2 separate regions of the Sus scrofa genome follow, and region 1 is linked to region 2. The links are chromatin contacts, called in public Hi-C maps. All regions are on one chromosome and are shown on one strand. The core of a region is the stretch at or near the end of the contact, and the rest is flanking DNA. Distances in the headings are between cores, read along the strand shown. Region 1 overlaps EDC3 (enhancer of mRNA-decapping protein 3). Region 2 overlaps LOC106504440 (a long non-coding RNA gene).

Region 1 (5,893 bases), core at 447-2,946, 110 kb before region 2:
CGTTGCATATGGAAGTTCCCAGGCTAGGGGTCAAATCGGAGCTGCAGCCACCGGCCTACGCCAGAGCCACAGCAACACCAGATCCGAGCCACGTCTGCAACCTACACCATAGCTCACGGCAACACCGGATCTTTAACCCACTGAGCAAGGCCAGGGATTGAACCTGCAACCTCATGGTTCCTAGTCGGATTCGTTAACCACTGAGCCACGATGGGAGCTCTGCTCCGATTTGACCCCTAGCCTGGGAACCTCCATATGCCGAGGATGCAGCCCTAAAAAAAACAAAACAAAAAAATAAATAAAAAATAAAAAACAAATGTTGAAGTTACTGGGCTGGCCCCAAGGGAGCAAGCTCTGCCAAAGAGCCCCATCTGGCCTCACTGGCTGACCAAGAAACACGGATTTCAACCAGCAGGTCATTATGGGCCAGCATGTAACTAGTCTTGTCTGGCTGGACCACACGCCTTTTTAGATCCTGTATCCTCATTTACACTGGATTGAAAACTCCTCAAAGTAGGGAATTGTACTTCCTCAGCCCCCACCTCAGTTACACTGTCTTAGCTGTATTTATCTATCAACAGAGGCAATTTCTTATCAGGTACGCAAATGTATGAATGATGCAAACCTACTGCTATTTCTGGTGTGGCTTAACTCTAAGGCAGATGTTTTCAGAAAGTTCATCATCATCCTATTGGCTTCAAAGTCCTGTACAGAAAAACTTCTTTTCCTCACTGATCACTTCAGGAGAAATGTCTTGCGGTTCTATCTGGTGTCTAATGCTGCTATATTATATAGATTCTTAAAACCACACACAATTAGGCTGCGGCTGTACATTTTAACAACAGGTATACAAGCACAATGACTGAACTTAAAGCACCCCGGTCTGTATCTTCTCAAGAGAAGGCAAAATAACAATCATGTAATAACAAAATAAAAACCATCTACATGTCAGAATTAACACTATCCTGTTGGTCAACTGATCCCCTCCACCTGAGTCCTACCCCCGCTTGGGGCAGAAACAGCAAAAAGTGCCATCACAAGCTTTGCCTCTCCTTCACCCTTTCAGAAATGTCAGTCACTGATGTCCCAGGTGCCGATGCTGGCAGCTGTAGTCTGACCTTGCATGTCAAAAGCTGATTAAAACAGCCATTTTTTATGGCCTGCTCCAGACATGCACATATTATCAGAACTAATTAGGAACCACTGATAGCATTGTGAAAAAGCTGAATGAATTCTCAAGAGTCCCAGCTACTAACAACCCTAAACCTGTTAGACAAGTCACGCACCTGCCTACTTCAAAGACTGTCTTCACCTGCAGAGTCACGCAAGGGAGAGCTTCCCCTTGGGTCTGGGCATTGCTTCCCCTACTTACTCCTTTTCTGCTGAATTTGAAACAGGTCAGGGCTGTGAGTCTTGGGCCTGCCGCCCCACAAATCAAACTTTCTTTCTGGGCCTAGGTCTTGTGCCGTGTGTACAGGCACCCACTCTCTAGTTCTAAGGGCTCCGTGGGGGCAGGCTGAGCATTTCCTGCTACTTTTCTCCTCACAGTCCTTAAGGGTATAAAACTCAAGGTACAGACCCCGCTCTGGCTGGCTAGTGCTGCAGCTGGAAACAGCGTCTGCTATATTGCACTGATTTGGGCTGGGGGGAGGGGCCTCTGTGATGAATTGGCATGTTTTGCAGCTTAGGGAAAGACAAGGCCAGAAATGCTTTCTGTTCAGTCTGCCAGTTGCAGGGTCTAGGACTCCACTGCACTCTGTTTCTCTGAAAGGAACATGCAAGCACCACAAAATGTTCCTTTTCAACAACAGTTACACACAAAGCCAACCAGTCAGACGGGCTTATCAGAAAGAGGCAGAGGGAATAAAATAAACTCCAAAGGAAGGGAACCAAGAACATAGCGTGTAAAGTGCAAACAATAACATCGCCAAAGCCTGAACATGGGCCAAGCCTAATTATGTTTGGGTTGGAAGGTGGATCTTTATTGTTTGGGAACCAAGGCAGTAAAATCAGTTGTTAGGGCTTCTCTTAATATTAATATGTATTTTACAGCTGTTGGTGAAACAGGAGAGAGAGATAATTATAGCCCGTTCGTGACAAGCAGAACACTTCTTAGGATCTGATTAACCTCAGGGTATCAAGAAAAACGGCTTAAGCACACCCAGCACAGGCCAGGACAATCATTCCACAGCTTGAGGCAGGGCCATAGAGCCTGTGGCCCAGCACTACAGACTGTCCCTCCCACGTGTCTTGGCCACTCCTGCATTGATTCTTCTATCTGACTATTTCAGGCCTTTCTCTCCCCAGTGGACACCTGTGCACGTTCTCACATCCTCCCTTGCACCTCCCCACACTCAAGACACCCTCCAGAGCTGCATCTAAGCCTTCCCCAGTAACCTCAAAATCCCTCCCCTGTCCTGCAAACCTCCCGGCCTTTGCGTTGTCTAACAAGACTCCCACAACAAAATGGCATCGCAAATCCAAACTCAATCCTCATAGTGACATGGCCTTTTAATTGGAAAGGCTGTGTGTGTCCTATGTCTTAGCAATGAGGAGCACAACTCAGTAAAGGGCACAGGTATTCCTCTAGGATCGTGAATTCCTCATATTGGTTCTTTGGGGGGGGGTATAAAACCACTGGTAAATTCATATCTTCAGACCCACAATGTACATACAGCCCTTATAGACTTAAATTAAATCTACCACAAAACTCAATTTGGTGTCAGGAATATCTCTGAAACAAGAATTGGTTACAAGAAACCTAACTACTCTTAAAACTCTATTAGGGTCCATAAGGCCTCCCATGATCTGGCCCCTGTACACTATTTAGCCTCTTTGCCTTGGACCTCAATCCCCACATGCTCCAGGAATCTTGGCTGCCTTCTGTTTCCAAGTACTCTGGGGGTCTTCTGGCCTCAGAAAGCATGGCCCCTCAAAAGCCTTCCCTCCTCAGGCACTCTTCTCTCTTCCAACGCTCCCCCACCCCACACAGGGCTAGTTCCTCATTCTTTAGGCTCAATTTAAACATCCCTCAGACTCAGCATGCTGCTTACTTCCTTCGTTGTATTTAATACAACCTGTAAGTGACTCTTTTTTCTTTTTGGACTATAGCTTTGCTAGACTGTAAGCGCCACGAGGGCAGTAACCCTGTCTCGTTCACTGCTGTGAACCCTTCTTCTCCACGGTGTCTTCGGTGCTAGCACAGAGCCTAGTGGAGGGGCTGCATGAACACATGCTGAATGAGCGAAGGGGAAACCTACCCAACAGCCTCAGGGCGTTCTGCAACTGGGTAAGAGCCCAGCTGTAGGCAAAGCCAAGCATGGGTGAGATGTTTCTCTTTCCCCACTTCTTCCTCCCCCTTTAAAATCTAGACAAACCTCCTATCCACACTGGACCTCATTCCTTTGGGTTAAAGCTCTACTGGAACAAGCTTTGGACTCATGAGGTAAAGGACTTCCTGACAAGATTAACTCATTAATTATAAAGGGGGAAAAGTATCTTTACAAGGAAGGAAACTGCTGGACAACACCTTACCAAGGGATCAAACCAACCTCAGTGATGGGACAAACTGACATCGTATCCTCTATAACATGATGCCCCAAGAGAGAGCCCCACCAAAATCCTGGAAAAAATATTTACCATGAATTATATCAAAAGAAAACAATCAGCAAATCAAAACTAAGGGGTATTCTGTAAACTGTCTGGCTTAGGCTCTTCACAAATGTCAATATCACAAAAGACAACAAAAGTTGTGGGTGCTGTCCTGATTAAAAGAAAGAGATATGACAACTAAATGTAACAGACAATAGTTGATTAAAAATACAACTATAAAGGACACGATTGGGGTAACTGGAAAGTTTTGCATATGGAATGTGTATTAAATAATACTTTTGTACTAATTTTAAATTCTCTGAGAGCAATTTTTTTTCTTGCCTTTTTAGGGCCACACCTGTGGCATATGGAAGTTACCAGGCTAGGGCTCCAATCAGAGCTACAACTGCTAGCCTACACCACAGCCACAGCAATGCCAGATCTGAGCCATGTCTGCCAACTACACCACAGCTCATGGCAATGCTGGATCCTTAACCCACTGAGCGAGGCCAGGGATCAAACCCACGTCCTTATGGATACTAGTCAGGTTTGTTACCACTGAGCCACAATGGGAACTCTTCCCTGAGAGCAATCTTATAGTTCAGTTGTATAGAGCAACATCCTATTGAAGACATATGTAAGTATTTAGGGGTGAAATGTAATGAGTGCAACTAAAACTCAGATTGTTCAGGTGTGTGTGTATGTATTTATGTGAAATAAATGTGGCAAAATGTGAATTAATAAATTTAAGTGAAGGATGTATGGCTGTTCATTCATTATACCATTTTAGCAACTCTTCTGAAAAGTTTGAAATTTTTTTCAACATAAAAAGTTGGAGGGAATTCTGATAAGCAGCAGAAATTGCTGTGGCTATGGTGTAGGCCGGCAGCTGCAGATCCGATTGAACCATTAGCCCGGGAACTTCCATATGCCATGGGTGCGGCCCTAAAAAGACCAAAAAAAAAAAAAAAAAAAAAAAAAAATGTTGGGGAGGAGTTTCTGCTGTGGTACAGCGGGTTAAGGATCTAGCATTATCTCTGCAGAAGCACAGGCTTGATTCCTGGCCTGGTTAACTCCAGCACTGTTGCAGCTGCAACTCAGATTTAATCTCTAGCTCAGGAACTTTTCCATATGCCACAGGTGCAGCCAAAAAAAAAATTGGGGGAGAAAAAAAGAGTCAAATGTCTCCAAATATGATCAACAAATGTTTGCTGAGTAATAATACATCAAGCCAGTGGTGGGAGTGGCAGGAAATAGAATAAATAAAAAGAATACGAAAACAAACCATGTTCCCAGTCTTACAACCTAGCTACCAACAAAAAATATATATATGCAGATATCAGAGAATATAAAACCAACTGTATTATCTTGAGCACAGGTGCAAAGTATGGATTTCAAACCAGGAGCTGCAAGAAGAATCAAATTCTCACTCTGAGCCAGGCAGGATTATAGTCACAATGATAGGAGAGAGCGTGCACTCCTTAACACACTGAGTGAGGCCATGGATCGAATCTATGTCCGTCCTCATGGATACTAGTCAAATTTATTTTCGTGAGGCCACGACGGGAACTCCAGAGCTTAAAATCTTAAATTAAAACTGGCAATAAATTGGAGTTCCCTTTGTGGCTCAGCGGTAACAAATCCAACGAATATCCATGAGAATGTGGGTTTGATCCCTGGCCTCGCTCAGTGGGTTAAGAATCCAGTGTTGCCATGAGCTGTGGTGTCGGTCACAGACGTGGCTCAGGTCTGGCATTGCTGTGGCTGTGGTGTAGGTTGGTAGCTGCAGCTCAAATTCAACCGCTAGCCTGGGAACTTCCATCTGCTGCGGGTGCAAGCCCCAAAAACCAAAAAATAACACCTGGCAATAAGTTGCCACGAGACGCTTTCCAAGACTGTAGGAAGCACAAGAGTTCATTACTGGGAAAAGGGTCTAAGCCAAGATACCTGTCTTGACAGTACTGCTCTAAAGCCTCATGAAAGTGCCAACGACCAGAACCAAGCCCATCGTGCTGATGACAAGTGTCCATCTGGTTATTCAGGCCCATAAACTCTGATGGACTCCACGTTTAAAGGACTGACTACTCCTTCCACTCCTGGCACGAGAGGATCTGCTAGAACCAGAAGTTCCCCAAATCAATCAAGTCATTGTCAAGGAAGTCTGCCAGCAGAGACACAATTTCAGAAACCAGGCTCAGAAGCTCTGCTCAATTAAAAGCTACAGTGGCATGTGGTTCAGGAGCACAGATTCTGTTAGTGCAGGTTTTCAGGTCCTCCTAGAATTTACCTCATGTCTCCCTTG
Region 2 (5,834 bases), core at 774-3,273:
CCTAATTTGACCTCCAGTGTTTCCACCTGCAAAACAGAGGCAGGGAGTTGAATTACTTGATCTCACGAGAGCCCTCGGCTCTAAGTGCATAATACCTTGGCTTCAGTCTTCACAAAATGAAAGAGCTATTCATTATGTTTCTTTGTTTTCTCTTTTTTGGCCACCATGAGGCATATGGAGTTCCCAGGCCAGGGATCAAGTCTAAGCCACGTTTGCGGTTGCGACCTACACCACAGCTGTGGCAACACTGGATCCTTTTTTTTTTTTTTTTTTTGTCTTTTTGTTGTTATTGTTGTTGTTGTTGTTGTTGTTGCTATTTCTTGGGCCGCTCCTGCGGCATATGGAGGTTCCCAGGCTAGGGGTCGAATTGGAGCTGTAGCCACTGGCCTACGCCAGAGCCACAGCAACGTGGGATCCAAGCCGCGTCTGCAACCTACACCACAGCTCACGGCAACGCCGGATCCTTAACCCACTGAGCAAGGGCAGGGACCGAACCCGCAACCTCATGGTTCCTAGTCGGATTCATTAACCACTGCGCCACAACGGGAACTCCTCCAACACTGGATCCTTAATGCACTGTGCCAGGAATGGGAGCAAACCTACGTCCCAGCACTCCAGAGACGCTGCAGATCCTGTTGCGCCACAGCGGGAACTACTATTCATTATGTTTTACATGCATGAGCAAGGCTCCTCGCCATGGGGGAAAAAAATGGATACAGAGAAACAGTGCTTAAGGATACCGAGATTTGGGTTTCGTCCCCTCTCACACACACCTGAACTGACCACCTGTCTCCTTAATGTCCCTCCTGTCTCCTTAATGTCCAAGGCTCTTTCCAGGGACATATCTTTATGCTTGGGGGGGATTAACTGGCTGGGGGTTGGGGATGAAGGAAGGAAAATGATTGAGGAATTCTCAAGGAGTGTCCTAGAAGGAGGTGAGAGAGAATGACACAGAAAGAACGGCTATGCCCGCACATCTATCCTGACCCCCTGGCAGCCACAGCTCTGATTCAACCCCTAGCCCGGGAACTTCCATATGCCGAGGGTGTGGTCCTAAAAAAGAAAGAAAGAAAGAAAGGAAGAAGGAAAGAAAGAAAGGAAGGAAGGAAGGAAGCTACTAAAACAAAACAAAACAAAACAAAAAAAACCCAAGAATAAAATCTGGAGTTCCCGTTGTGTCTCAGTGGGTTAAGAAACCAACTAGTATCCATGAAGACACAGGTTTGATACCTGGCTTTGCTCAGTGGGTTAAGGATCCAGTGTTGCCATGAGCTATGGTGTAAGTCACAACATGGCTCGGATTCCACGTTGCTGTGGTTGTGGTATAGGCTGGCAGCTGTAGCTTCAATTCAACCCCTAGCCTGGGAACTTCCATAGACTGCGGGTACAGCCCTAAAAAAGAAGAAAATCAGCTGGATTCTGTGCTAAAACCCAGAAGGAGGAAGCACCTCACCTGAGCCCAACCTGTCTGGGTCCAGGCTTGGCCTCAAACCCAAAGTGAACTCCTTAAGGAACTTCCATCTGAGAGGAAACAGCTCAGCTGGCAGACGAAGGAGGCACAGCCCTGCCTTGGGGACCGGGTCTGAGGGGAAAGGCAGTTCCATCCTGGGAACCTGTGACCGAGCAAAATGTGACCCTGTCCTGAACGTCACAAGCTGAGGGAGGAGACGCAGCCCCATGTGGGGGCTCCAGTCTGAGGGAGAGACGAGTCTACCCTGAGAGCCCTGGTCTGAGGAGGGAGGTGCAGCCCATCCTGGGGACCTCAGGAAACACGGCCGGGTCTGAGGAAGGAGACGGGCCCTTGTTCTGGGAGCTCTAGTCTGTCAGAGACATGGCACATCCTTCAGAAAACTCCACTGATGCACCCTGCAAAGCCCCCCAGTGAGCCCCAGACATTGCCATACTTTCTCAATCCAAGACTCAGCCAGGTCCCAGCCTGGTCCCACTGGACCTGGAGAGTTTCAGGTCCAGTGGTCACCCAAGGTCATTGCCCTGCCTGGCTCCCTGTGGTCAGGAGTTGGCCTGAGCTTCTCACGCACACCTGGCCAATCTTTAACTCACTTGCGCTGGTTTAGGGCTCCCCTCTGGCCAGAGCCAAAGCAGGAGAAATTGGACATGGAGACTTTGCCCCCCACAGCAGGCTGGTGGCAGACTGGAACCATCCTGTCCTGCCCTTTCCTGGACAGGCCCTGGACACACCACCCAGGCTGTTCTCTCAACTCCCCAGGAGGTAGACACCATTATACCTCCTTTAGAGATAAGAAACACAAGGCTGAGAAGCTGGGAACCGGCTGGGGAGGGCAGGGCACTGGGGAGGAGCAATCTGGTGAAGATAAAATGGTGTGTGGATTTCCCGTTGTGGCTCAGTGGTTAACAAATCCGACTAAGAACCATGAGGTTGTGGGTTTGATCCCTGGCCTTGCTCAGCGGGTTATGGATCTGGCATTCCCGTGAGCTATGGTGTGGGTCACAGATGCAGCTCAGATCTAGCGTTGCTGTGGCTGTGGCGTAGGCCAGCAGCAACAGCTCTGATTCAACCGCTAGCCTGGGAACCTCCATATGCCACGGGAGCAGCCTAGAAAAGGCAAAAAGACAAAAAATAATAAGATAAAATGGCATGAAAGACTCTGGGCTGGGAATCCCACCTTGGCCTCACAGGGAGAATGAGGTGACTTCCCGAAGTCTCCCAGCCTGTCTGTCCAGGTCAGACTCTCAACTCCTTTTTTCTAAGCCTCTACCACTAACCTGCTCTCTCCTTTGTATAACTCAGTTCAGGCTCTTGAGAGAGGAGTTTGATTAAACCAGGCCATGTTGCTCAGTGCTGGGTCCCCTTGGAGCAGTGTCCAAACAGTCATAGCACACTGGCCACCATGGCCCAGGAGAGGCAGTGGCACAGGGGAAAGCCAGCAGAGCCGCACAAGAGACTCCACCTGTCATTCTCCTGGCTGCCCACCCTGCCCCCTACTCTTAGTGCCCAGCAATCTTGCCCTCATCCTCAGTCCTCCCTAAGATGCCAAACGGCTGGGTTTCTCAACAACTTAGAGAAAAAAAACACCACTTCTGTTTTTTCCTTTCTTTTTTTCTTTGTCTTTTTAGGACCACACCCAAAGCATATGAAGTTCCCATGCGAGGGGGTGAATCAGAGCTACAGCCGCTGGCCTACACTACAGCCATGCAGGATCCAAGCATCTACAAACAGCAACACCTAGGCCATAGCCACGCAGGAACCGAAGCAACACCTATCCTCCTACACCAAAGCTCACAACAACACTGAGACACAATGGGAGCTCTATCCTCACTTTTGTTTTGGCCTAGTTCACCCCTTCTCTGAAGGTGGCTGTGACACTGGGGCAGGTGACCCTGCCTGACTTCTTTTTTCCTCAGGGTTACCCCCCACCCACTCCCACCCCCTTGGTCCCTATGCAAATGAATCTAGTCATTAGGGACGCCTGGGTCTGTCCAGGTAAGTCTCAGTCCAAAGGCAACTTGCTCCCCAAGGAAGGATTTTCCAAATGACAAAGGAATCTGAGGAGGGAGCAGACTATCTGAAAGAAGGGTGATGTTGGAGTTGCCGTTGTGGTGCAGCAGAAACAAATCCAACAAGGAAAAATGAGGCTGTGGGCTCAATCCCTGGCCTTGCTCAGTGGGTTAAGGATCTGACTTTGCGGTGACCTGTGGTGTAGGTCGCAGACATGGCTCGGATCTTGAATTGCTATGGCTGCTGTGCAGGCGAGCAGCTATAGCCCTGATTCGACCCCTAGCTGGGAACCTCCATATGCTAAAAAGCACACTCGCCCCCCCCAAAAAGAAAGAAAGTTTATGCAGTTCAAAGAGTCAGCCCTCCACCTTGTCCTCTCATTGGCTCCTATCCCTGAGAGGGGGCTGCCACGAGAGGTCATCACACCCTGAGCTGAGCTCCCCAGCCCTCAAGGATCCCCTCCCTCAAAATTAGCCCCCCAAGACCCTACACTCCACTTACCCCTCTATCCTGACGTGACACCAGGGTCGCAGAATTCCCCTGGAACCGGGGTCATCTCTCTAATTCAAGGTTGGGCAACTGTTGTGGCAGCTCTATGGTTGTGCAGGGGAGGGGGCACTTTTGGGTGGGGAGACTGAGGGAGGTGGCTTCTGGTCTCCACCGAGGCCACCTGTGCTCTCCCTGCCAACCCTGCGTGCCAGCAGGTGTTTCTAGTTTTAGAAGGCTGGCATGGTGATACCTGCTATTCTTCCCCAGGCCACTCCTCACCTCTACACGCCATTACCCTGGGCCGGTAATTAACGGTAAGAGTCTAATTCTCAGCAGGGCCTGGGAAAGGGAAAGGGGATGAGGCAGGAGGCTGGCTCACAAAGACAGGTCTAAAGCCCAGCTCACCCGCTAATCCTGGGCCAGTTGCACAAAATTCCTGAGTCTAGATTTTTTCATCTTGTAACTGGGGATGATAATCCTACCCCCCAGGGTTGCTGGGGGCCTAATGAGATGAAGTATGTAAAGTGGCACATATTAGATCAATGCTACACACACGCACACACACCAGGAATGCCAGGAAAGGTGGTCCGGGGCAGGACTGAACGCAGGACACATGCATGGCATGCCCAGCTGTGCAGATACCATGCCCACACGTGTGAGCCAGCATTCCTGGGACCTCGCACCCCCTCACTGGGGTCTTGCCAGGACCTGGGCTCAGCCCACTTCCTTCCACTGCTCCCCCCACCCAGCAGCTGGGGAGGGCTGGGGGGTGCTGGCGTGCCAGGGAACAATGGGCCCCCAACCCCTTCCGGCCCATTGCGTGAGAAGGAGCTGCCGGAAGGAAACTCACCTCCCAGTGGATTGGGGCACCGCCCCCCTGATGACTGCCCCAGGGAAGCCTGGAGATCCCCCATGCTGCTCAAGGGGGGGGCCTGTGCACTCCAGGCCTCTCACTTGGTACAGTCAGTCCTTGCACCTGGCCTGGCCTCCCCCACACCCTTTCAGAGGCATCCCTGACCCCCTCCCCAGGGGCTGGGCTGGGTCCACCTGCAAGAGTCCAGGGCCCTGTCCTCATTCATCTCTGTGTCCTTGGTGTGGCCTGGCTGGAGCAGTGACCAAGTGAGTGAGTGAGTGCAGGAAGCCAGTCCAAGGATGGTCAGAACCCAGGGCCTGGGCCAGGAAAGATGAGAGAGAGAAGGATCCAGCTCCAGGCTCAGCCAGAAATCCTGCGTTGCAGACAGGGAGGAGGTCAGGGCCCCAGAAATCCCTCCAGAGGGCACAGGGCACACAGCTGAGGGCCCAGGATGTTCTCCCCGCCCCCAAATTCCTTCCAGCACTCAGGGTTTCATTTATATAGCAGAGTCTTCACCTATGCCCCCAACTTTCTTTCTCAGGCAACAATTACCTTCACTCCTGGTGGGTCCAGAGCCTCCACCATCAGACTAGTAGCCTTCTGATGTGGGGGGAGAGGGGCTCTTCTTCCATTGTGCCTGTCCTCCACACCCAGCAGGGTGACTCAGAGGGTTCACGCCTGGTGAGCTGCTGACCAGATCCTCTGGACAAGATGCACTCTGTCTGGGCCTCAGTTTCCCCACCTGGCAGCCTGTGTACAGAGTAGACTGGGTGGCATCTCTGGTGTAGCTAGGCCCTCCTGGCAGAGCTGGGTCTGATCTGCATCTTGCTCCACTACTTCTTTTTGTGCACCATGACCCCCAAAGTTCTGAGCAGGGTCTCCCCCTGTCCAGGTCCAGGTCTCCAGATTCCCAGGTGACCTCCCAGCGGGAGGAACAGACACACGCTCCACAAACTTGCCTGATGACACTACCTGGCCACATCCACCCCCACCTCGGAGGACATGCTAACCTGG

What was found. Hi-C and Micro-C count contacts between places; a contact is called where the count stands out from the background.
Region 1: a Hi-C map of fetal liver shows a contact between it and region 2, with 2.7 times the contacts expected there. The contact joins two enhancer-like sites. A contact is called at or near these places in 1 of 5 promoter capture datasets (fetal skeletal muscle), 29 of 47 Hi-C or Micro-C datasets (adipose tissue, alveolar macrophages, blood and 17 more) and 2 of 2 datasets of contacts at active chromatin or transcription factors (alveolar macrophages and skeletal muscle).

Annotation. Positions count from the first base shown.
Region 1 is chr7:58,880,199-58,886,091 of Sscrofa11.1, reverse strand. All of the region lies in intron 4 of EDC3 (enhancer of mRNA-decapping protein 3), which reads right to left. Among named protein-coding and RNA genes, the nearest start is that of CLK3, 26 kb to the left of the region's middle. Within about 2 kb of position 1,696, at least 21 of the 83 cell types and tissues checked have an H3K27ac peak or open chromatin away from gene starts, as enhancers often do. A contact at or near this core is called in fetal liver, where this site is marked.
Region 2 is chr7:58,770,675-58,776,508 of Sscrofa11.1, reverse strand. It overlaps LOC106504440 (a long non-coding RNA gene), which reads right to left. Exons shown (of 5, transcript XR_002345822.1): 2 at 5,831-5,834; 3 at 5,373-5,570; 4 at 1-26. Among named protein-coding and RNA genes, the nearest start is that of CYP1A2, 11 kb to the left of the region's middle. Within about 2 kb of position 2,023, at least 5 of the 83 cell types and tissues checked have an H3K27ac peak or open chromatin away from gene starts, as enhancers often do. A contact at or near this core is called in fetal liver, where this site is marked.